Regions from separate parts of the Capra hircus genome. Here region 2 is linked to region 1. The links are chromatin contacts, called in public Hi-C maps. All regions are on one chromosome and are shown on one strand. Each heading gives the region's core, a stretch centred on a gene start, on an enhancer-like site or on the middle of the called end of the contact. The rest is flanking DNA. Distances are from core to core; before and after follow the strand shown. Region 1 holds the start of CAPN11 (calpain-11). Region 2 has its middle 22 kb from the start of TMEM63B.

Region 1 (4,881 bases), core at 1,980-4,479:
GTCATCTGAGAGATTTTACTTAAGCACTTCCAGAACTGTCCTTAACCCAAATGGAGGTGGAATCCAGGGCAGAGCCAAGAGAGGGCGATGGGGGATTGGAAATTGTGTAAGCAACTGGGGCGTCACTACACGTCCCATCCCCCAGGAGTCCACGCCTCCTCTCCCGGTGCCCACACTGGGCCGTTGCCAGCTGATGTTCTGCACGTGCTTGGAGTTGGGTGCCAGTTCCTTGAAGCCTAGTGAAGTGGGTTCTGCAGGGAAAAAGGGGTCCTCGAACAGCTCTCCCCTCCGTAGGCAGAGTGCTCGCAGTTCCTCAAAGCTCTGGTTGTTGTAGTTCTGGGCGTTGTGGTGCTGGCCCACGCCCTTGGCCTTGAGTCGGTTCTGGCTTATGTGGGCCGCAATCCCTCTGTCAAAAACGGTCTCTGCTTAATAATCAAAGGACAAATAACCCATTAAAAACAGACAAAGGAGTCCAACGCTCCAATCTGCTCCAGCCCAGTTGCCTGTCCCGGATCTGGCTCCACCATACCCAGGTGCCCCGTGTGCGACAAGGAGGTGTACTTTGCTGAACGGGTGACAGCCGTGGGGAAGGACTGGCACTGGCCTGGCCTGAAGCATGAGAATTGTGGGAAGATGCCTACCTTGGGGCGGGGATCAGGTGGAACATGAAGGCAGGCCCTGCTATGCAGCCATGCTCAGACCCAAAGGTTTTGGGCATGGTGGAGCCGAAAGCCACACTTTCAAGTAAACCCAGGTTTTGGAGACCCCTCTCTCCAGCTGCTTGCCAGGCCGCTGCCCTACAGACTGACAGCAGGCCTTCCCCACAGGTACTGGGCTTCTCTGTAGACCCCCGTGCCCTCAATAAACCTGGACCCTTGGGAGAAAAAAAAATGGACAAAGGATCTGAATTGGGGTCTCTCTGAAGAAGATATATGAATGACCAATAATCACATGAAAAATGCTCAGTATCATTCGTCACTAGACAAATGCAGGTCAAGGTCAGTTCACACCCACTGAAAGTTAAGTGTTAGTTGCTCAGTCATGTCTGACTCTTTGGAACCCCATGGACTATAACCTGCCAAGCTCCTCTGTCCATGGAATTCTGTAGGTAAAAATACTGGAGTGGGTTCCCATTCCTTTCTCCAGGGGATCTCTCCAACCCAGGGATTGAACCTGGGTTTCCCACATTGCAGGCAGATTCTTTACCGTCTCAGCTATCAGGGAAGCCTGCTGCTGCTGCTACTGCTGCTAAGTCATTTCAGTCATGTCCGATTCTGTGCAACCCCATAGATGGCAGCCCACCAGGCTCCCCCATCCCTGAGATTCTCCAGGCAAGAATACTGGAGTGGGTTGCCATTTCCTTCTCCAATGCATGAAAGTGAAAAGTGAAAGTGAAGTTGCTCAGTCGTGTCCGACTCTTAGCGACCCCATGGACTGCAGCCCACCAGGCTCCTCCATCCATGGGATTTTCCAGGCAAGAGTACTGGAGTGGGTTGCCATTGCCTTCTCCAGGGAAGCCTGCTAGGACAGCTGTAATCCAAAAGATTGGTAATGAGACGTGTTGGTGAGGATGTGGGGAAATTGGCGTTCTCAGACACTCCTGCTGGGGATGTGAAAGGGTGCAGCTACTTCAGAAAATAGTCTGGCAGCTCCTCAGTTAAACACAGAATTACCACATGATCCAGAAATTTCACCTCTAGGTATATATACCCAAGAGAGATGAAAGTATGTTAATACATCCAGGACTTCCCTGGTGGTCCAGAGGTTATGAATCACCTGCCAACGCAGAGGACATGAGTTCAGTCCTTGGTTCTGGAAGACTCCACGTGAGTCGGAGCAACTAAGACTGTGTGGCGCAACTAGCGAGCCCGCGCTCCGCAACAAGAGAATCCACTGCGGTGAGAAGCCTGTGTACTGAAACTAGAGACGTGCCCCACTCATCAAAACCAGGGAAAGCCTGCGTGCAGCAACAAAGACTCAGCGCAGCCAAAAATAAATATGTAAATAAAATTTAAAAAAATCTGTCCATACAAAAACCTGTGCACAAATGTTTATAGCAGCAGAATTAGTCACAATAGTCAAAACGTGGGGGGAAAAACCCAAATGTTCATCAGCTGATGAATGGACAAGCAAAATGAGGAATACATAGATGATGAAAAGAAATGAAGCACTGAGATGAACCTTGAAAACACTTGGCTAAGTGAAGACAGCGGTCACAAAGGACTACATATGATATGATTCCAATTATGCAAAGTGCTCCAAATGGGCCAATTCATATAGAGACAGGAAGTATAATCATGGTTGCCTAGGGCTTAGGGGGTTGCAGGGTTGGAAACTGATGGCTACAGGGTATGGGATTTCTTTGGGGGGGAGAATGAAAAGGTTCTAAAATTGATTGTGGCAATGGTTGCACAACTCTGTGAGTGTACTGAAAGCCATTGACTCCTACACTTTAAATGGGTGAATTATACGGTGTGTGTGTGAATCACAGTTCAATAGAGCTGCTTTTTTTTTTTTTTTTTTTTTTTTAATGATCTCCAGACTGTGCAAACAGACACTGCCTTTTGGGGAGAGGGGAAATAACGGAGAGTTGAGGGCAGGAGGGCAGAAGGAAAGGAGTGTCTCAGGGGCGAGAGCCAGTTAGGGAATGGCCCCACAGCTGAGTCTCTGAGAGGAAAAGTCAGGCCGGCTGACAGACCCTGGGTCAGCAGCAGTGGGGGACCCAGGATCCATCCTCCTGCACAGGGACTGCAGGCTCTTACCCGCTTCCTGAGGCTTTCCTAACCGTGGACTGATTGCCCTCTGCCATCATCAGTGAACCCCAGGGCAGAGCACGGAGGAGGGGCAAGAGGAGCTGAGACCACAGTGCAAGACCCACTCTGAATCTCCAGTCCCACCCCCCGGGCGCCCAGGGACGGTCCTCCCATCTCCCCATATTCTCAGCTGTTTCTGAAATAAGGAAGCACTTAGCGGGAAGGCTGGAAGGATGTGGTCTAAGTTAAACAGAGCCCAGTGGGGCCCGGGGTGAGGGAGGAACCCAGAGTGAGGAAAAGAAGAGGGCAGCTGCAGAGAGGGGCAGGGGTCCTGGGCTGTCTAGAGGGGAGACCAGATTGGGCCCCCGAAGGGGCACTGCGCTCCTCAGAGGCAGGAGCTGGGGGCTCAGCTGTGCTTCCTCCCTCGAACTGGTCAGGAAGAATTAGAGCAGCTGAGCTGACAGGCCTGAGCGCCTGCTCTGCCGGGCACACCAGGCCCAAGAGAGGGCTGTGCTTTACCCACAGCTACCAGAACAGGAAGCCGCAGCGCCAAGGTCAGGGGTTGGCCCAAGGTCACAGAGTCAGGGTTGAGGTGGATTCAGTCTGACCGCAGAGCCCAGGCTAGGCTCGTGACCTTCTCGCCACACTGCCCTGGAGGGAGGTCAGGGGACCCAGCACCACCTCCCCTTGCTCGTCAACTAGGGAGGCCACAGGCCATTTGTGGCTGAACTTACCTGATGCCCCCTTACTCTTCCCACCACCCCAAGCAAGCAAACCCATTCTTCAGTCCCTCATCAGTGTCTCCTGGGACTTCCCCGGGTCCAGGAATGACCCCTGTTCTCTCGACTTATTAGCCTGACAAACCCACCCAGGCTGCCCCTGACCAGCCCAGCACCTCGGAGCACAGGCTGCCTCTGTGCCTCTGCTTGGAATCATTCCTGACCCCATGCTCACATCTGTCCACTGGGAAGAGTTCTGGCTCAATGCTACCCGCTCGGTGAGGCCGCCCCCAGACAGGCCTGTGCCAAGTTGGGACTGCCCTGGTGTCCGACACCAAGGTTGGGGGGTTTCCGACACCAAGGTTGGGGGGTTTCCGGTTGTGGAAGACCAGAGTTGGGGGCAGGGGAGAGAGTAGGTGGGTGGGAATCTGGGACTTATTCCCTTCACCCCTTTTCCCTCCAGCCCTTTCTCTTCCAACCTAAGCCCTCTGGGCTTCTCTTAGGAATGATCGGGAAGCTCCCTCTCCCTCCCTCAGGCTAGGGGAAAGCGAAGAAAGGGGTGTGTGTGTGTGCGCGCGCGCACATCTGTGGAGTATTGTGTGTATGTGTGGAGAATGTGTGTTTGTGTTTACGTGGTGTGTCTGTGTAGCGTGTCTGTGTATGTGGAGTATGTGCGTATCTGTGGAGTACATGTGTGTATGTGTGTGTCTGCCCCCAAGAGTGGCTGTGCTGAGCTCTTGGGATGGAGGAGGGGGTCTGGGAGGACCACAGAAGGTGCTGGTGTCCCAGAAAACTGGAGAACATCAGAGAACAAACCAAGGTGATAAGTCTCCTTAATCTCCCTGGAGCCTTCCCTCAAGCTCATCACCCAGCTGAGAGGTCATCGCTCACTGTCCTGGTCTGCGCTCCTGACGCAGCAGCTGGGCTTGCAGGGAGGCCTCACACACACACACACGCACACGCACACTCCACCACAGTTATCCCCCAAATGTCTCAGGCCCAGGCATGGGCAAGCTCAGATAGACAGACAGACAGGCAGGGCTGGCTGGGGGAAGGCGAGGCAGATGGCCAGAGCAATATGTGAAAGCAAGGAGTGAATAGATAGGATGATTTTTGTCCCGGGTGCACGTCTTGTCTCTCCCGTCAGACCGGGGACCTGTAGATTTAGGGGCTAGGTCATGTCCAGGCTCCTCTGACCTCCACTGTCTCCCCAAGTTTGCTCAGACTCATGTCCATTGAGTCAGCGATGCTGCCTAACCATCTTATCCTTTGCCGCCCCCTCTCCCTTTGCCTTCAATTTCGGGAAGGGACCCTGATGCTGGCAAAGACTGAAGATTGAGGGACACCACCTTAATTCTCAGAGCAGAGAGTAAATTAAGTAAATGAAGATGTTGTCTAGACTGGGCTTG
Region 2 (5,014 bases), core at 1,806-4,305, 55 kb after region 1:
TTAACTACTGGACCACCAGGAAAGTCCTGCTATAGTATTTCTCTTAACTCTGTATTTCCAACACCTGGCACGTAGTAGATGTGCAGTAAATGTCAAACAAATAGATTCCCTGTATTCAAGTTGGTGGTGAGTATTTAAAGGAGAGGAGAGCTTTGTGTTTCCTAAGCGTCACTGCTGGTTGATATGTAGTTTGTTTTGGGGAAGGCGCAGGGTACCTCTCTCACCAAGGACACGTCACAGCTAACCCAGCTGTGGCCTGAGTTCATTTCCAAACAGAAGTGGAGAAACTCCCACCCATGTAGGTTTGAGCATTTCACTATGACTGTGTCAATCTGGGGGCTAAGGAGCCCCCTGCATTTCACAGAGGAAAGCTGCAGATTCAATCAGAGCTTGGGTTTTCTGGGGCCCAGTCCAGTTCTTTTCACCTCACAGCATCTCTGAATACTTTCTTTCACCACGGAGTTTAGAGACGTGATGAACTTTCTGAAAAATACATTTGCCTGGGGGCTTACAGTACCCAGCCCGCAGGGGTAGGAAGCCCATTGCTTCTGAGAAGCTTGGAGGACTGGGGCTCCCCCGTGACTGTGATATTTCCTGAGGCATGGTGTGCAGTGGTGATGGGATCAGGAGGAAGCAGGTTTGTTTGCTGTGCTCTGAAACCTCCCCTCCGACTCTTCATATACTCACTGGGTCCCAGGGCTCTAGAGGCCTCCTCACAGCCCTCTCCTCCTCCTGGGGTCAGTGTGGTCTTTGAACTTCACTGAGTGCAAACCTCTACTTCTGCAGTCCTTTTGCTGGACAGATGTCTCTACCTTTGTGATCTCACCTCATGCCTACTGCGAAGGCTTCCTGCAGCCTCGATGATGACGCTGGGTGGTAGGCAGGGCTGAGGTCCCTATTTTATACATGGAGTAAGTGCACAGTGGAGTTGAGTCCAGCATCCCTCCTTACTACTCTATGGGGCCTCTGCTATGCCTGGTACCAATCCCTCCCACCCTAGCACAGTGCTGCCACACCTCTTTGTAACTGATAACCCTCGCCCTCCACCGGGGCTCAGAAACAGCATCTGTCTTGTTCATGGCTGTCTCTCTGGTGCTCCGTAAATGCACACAAAAAATATTGAGAGCTCAAAGGTTAAAATTTGGATTCTCAATTTAGGAGTCAGTACAGGTGTCTAGTATAGGAGTTGGCAGACATTGACATTTATGATATATTTCCAGGGACTGGTGCTGGACAGGGTTGCGTGCGTGCATGCTAAGTCGCTTCAGTTGTGTCTGACAGTTTGTGACCCCGTGGACTGTGGCCCACCAGGCTCCTCTGTCCGTGGAATTTCCCAGGCAAGAACACTGGAGTGGGTTGCGATGCCCTCCTCCAGGGTTTCTTCCTGACCCAAGGATCAAACAGGTTCTTTACTACTAGTGCCACCTGGGAAGCCCACAGCCTCACATATCTGCATGGAGATCCTTCCCCAGTGGACTTCGCACACACTGGCTGGATGCCCAGCGATTCCTGCTCATAGGCTATCTTCCCATGCCAAATCTGGACTGATAACCCTGTTAAGCTGGAGTTCATGTTTGCGTCCAAAGAATCTTATGTGTGCTTTTCTGGAGAAAACCCATAATGAAACGTGACTTTTGGTCGTAACTTGGATGTATTATACCAGGATTAGCCAGGCATGAACAAGGAACCCTTAACTGGAATTTGTTTTCTTTCTTTTCCGAATATAGAATATTCCTAAATTTGCTTTCAATCACACACAAAAATATTTTTAATATCTTCAAACATTTAGAAAACAGTAAAGATATTTACGAAGCAGTTTATGAGGCTGTGGTTTCTACAGGGTTCAGAGGGCAGCCATCACTTCAGGCAGGTGAATGGGAATTATCGTGAAACATTGGTTCCTAAATAGCAGTGTAGATTTGTAGGAATGAAACCCACATAGAACTCATGCGTCTCTGCACTTGATTTCTGTTTATTGGCCCATTGCCCTGACTTGAGCCCCAGCAGTAGAGCAGGTGATGGAGAATCTAGAAGGCTGCAGCTGGCTAAACGGTTGAGATGATAGAGCAGCAAGTCGAGGTCGTCAGAGCACTGGGTCCTTTGGCTCACAGAGTGCAGATGGAGGGACTCGGTCCACACGAGACACTCTGGGCTGGGGGTCAAGGTCAGCTGCTTGCGGGGTTGCCCGAAGGTTGGGTCACTTTTGTTTAGTCACCAAGTCATGTCTGACTCTTTGTGACCCCATGGACTACATGTAGGCTGTGCCAGGCTCCTCTGTCCATGGGATTCTCCAGGCAAGAATAATGGAGTGGGTTGCCATTTTCTTCTCCATGGGTTAGCTTGGTGAGTCACTTTTCCCAGAGCTTTGAAACCCTGCTCATTCTCCGTGACTGTTCTGGCAGTAACCTTCCTACCTTACAGACTCACAACTTTGGGGTCACTTGGGGGTTTGTCTTGCTGTTCCTTGTCCAGTTTTATTGACAGTTTTCACAAAGTGCTGCCTATTCTCTTATAGTACAGTGACCTTTCATCCCCGTCCCATCCCAGGGCCCCATCCCAATTCCCCAACCCAGGCTAGGCACACTGCTACCCCATTACTGTCAATGTCCAGCCACTCCCCCTGCAGAGGCAGCTCTTGGTGTACACACTCCATCTCTTCATCCATCACCCCATCTAGAGGCCTGGGGTCTCTAGCACATGGTAGCAGGAGCAGAGACCCCAGTGTATTAAGAAAGCAATGTATTAGGGGCTTACTTGGTGCCAGTTGTACCAGGCACTTGACAGATTCTATCCCAAGCAGTCCTCACAGTGACACTGCGGTCACAGGTGCCTGAGATATGGCTGAGAAAGCCTAGCTGAGAAGGGTCAGGGGACAGGGGGTCAGGTGTGGGCTAGGGTTTGAAGTCAATGCATCTGACCTCATAGCTCCTGCTCTTTCTGCGGCACTGACTCTGGTGGAAATATTTTTTGGTTACGTGCCCTCACTCAGCTATTAAAATTGTCTTCCGGAAGCGCCAGCTGCATGAGCTCTGCGGACACTGGCAGTCACTTCCAGTCACCTCCTAGGCCAGCTCCCTCCACCCTGCCAAGGGCAGCTCTTCCTGCTGGAGGCCAGCTATCTGCAGTTTCCTGTCCGCTGTGGCCCCCGGGGGCTACGCTGGCCAAGGAAAGGAGGAAACGGGTCTCTGCCTTTCATTGCATTTGCCCAGCTGCCTGCGGGCTCCTTGGCAGTGCCCTGTCTCACGGTGCAGTCCTTGGCACCCAGTCCTGAATGGGTTCCCAGACAGAGAGTGTGGGTCCTTCCCCACCCCCCACCAGCCCCCTCCTACACCCGAGGAAAGGCTGTCTCTGCCTCTCCAAACCCATCCCTCCAGTTGGAACACCCAGGCAAAGCCAGTGGGGTGGGAGGTGAGGAACGTGGCAAGGGAACTTCTTCAAGAGGAGAGGCGGGCTATAGCTAGGGGGCGCCCCCAAGGAGCTTTTTGTTTATTTATTTGTTTTTATTTGGAGGATAATTGCTCGACAATATTGTTGAACAACATGAATCAGCCTTAAGTATGTTATATGCCCTCTCTCCCACACCCACCCCTGCCCCCATCCTACCTGTCTAGGTCACCAGAGAGCACTAAGCTGAGTTCCCTGTGTCATGGCTGCTTCTCAAGGAGTTCTTTAGGTTGGAGAGACCCGAGCACCTCTTCACAGACATATGGGTTCTCCCCTTGCTGTGCCGGGTCTTTGGTAAGAAGATGTTAGCAAGGTGAGTACCAGGAGGTCACCTTAGCAGCAGGAGAAGACTCACGTGTGTGGGCCTCCAGGGATGCCCAGGCTTCAGGAAGTTGACTCCCACCCCTCATAGCAGAGCGGCACAAAACTGCCTGGGGGGAAGGTAGGGCTCTGGGGGAAGACCCTAGGAGGGAAGGATTTAGGGGTTCATCTGACTTAGACTGAAAGATGCCTCGAGGAGAGCAAGCCATCACTTGGTGCCATCCCTTGGTCTCTGCATCCCTGATCACCCAGTGATGGTTCAGTGGTGCCTTCGTGCCCTTCAGATGTTGGGGGTGTGCCCAGGGGCCAGAGCGACAGTGAGCACTTTGAGGACCACTCTCTGGCCAGCAGCCCACTTCCAATCAGTTCGTGCACTGACAACTTGACTTCCCAGCACCCTAGGAGTCAGGCTCCAATAGTCTTACTGGGTTTCACCCTGTGCTACAGATGCAGGAACTGAAGCTCAAATTGGAGGAGTAACTGGTACCTGTCTAAGGTGCCAGGGCCAGGAACTGGGGTGTTCAGTCTCCATGATGCTGCTAGAAGGAGGGTGGGGGAACGGATGGCCGAGGCCCCAGGGCAGGCAGGAAGGGTGGGGCAGGATGCCTGGCACAGCTGGTTTTATTCTGTCTTCACAACAACCCCACCAAGCAGGTATTAGTCATCTGACTTTGTAAAGTGGAAACTGAGGCTCAGATATTACTTAGTTGCCCACAATGAGGGTTGGAGCCAGACTTTTGACCTAGATCTGACTTGAAAGGTCATCTCAGCACTAGATGGAATCCTTGTTGGCACAACCTCTGGGAAGGAATATGCTTCATGCCGCCCGCCCTGTCCTTGTGAGCTCGTCATGCGGTATTATGCAAAGGCACAGAAGGTAGTGTGGGACAGCATTTCAGCTTTTATAAGGCCCTTTGGAAACGTGAAAACTGGTGAGGTTTTCTGGGGACCCTCTCCCCAGAATAGTTCACACACATAGATAACTCTAGGTGAGATTTCAGGGATTTGAGGCTCCCCAAAGCCTTCAGTGGCTCCCAGTTGAGAACTGTGACATGTGTTGTTAGAAGCGGCGACTGTCCACACCCTTCACAGGACACATCATAGCACACAGGGACGGCTGTATGTCGGTGGGCATTTCAGCCTCACTTTAATTTTTTAATTTTCGTTTTACCTGGCTGCCCAGGTCTTAGCTGTGGCATGCAGCATCTTTGATCTTCCTTGCGGCATGTGGAATCTTGAATGACAGGTG

What was found. Hi-C and Micro-C count contacts between places; a contact is called where the count stands out from the background.
Region 2: a Hi-C map of blood shows a contact between it and region 1, with 2.3 times the contacts expected there. The contact joins two enhancer-like sites. A contact is called at or near these places in 2 of 5 Hi-C or Micro-C datasets (both in blood).

Annotation. Positions count from the first base shown.
Region 1 is chr23:31,158,047-31,162,927 of ARS1.2, forward strand. CAPN11 (calpain-11) reads right to left here and starts at 414. Exons shown (of 21, transcript XM_018038657.1): 1 at 175-414. The coding sequence starts at 414. It also overlaps the pseudogene LOC102181081. Within about 2 kb of position 3,230, at least 1 of the 5 cell types and tissues checked has an H3K27ac peak or open chromatin away from gene starts, as enhancers often do.
Region 2 is chr23:31,213,421-31,218,434 of ARS1.2, forward strand. No RefSeq gene overlaps it. Among named protein-coding and RNA genes, the nearest start is that of TMEM63B, 22 kb to the left of the region's middle. Within about 2 kb of position 3,056, at least 3 of the 5 cell types and tissues checked have an H3K27ac peak or open chromatin away from gene starts, as enhancers often do.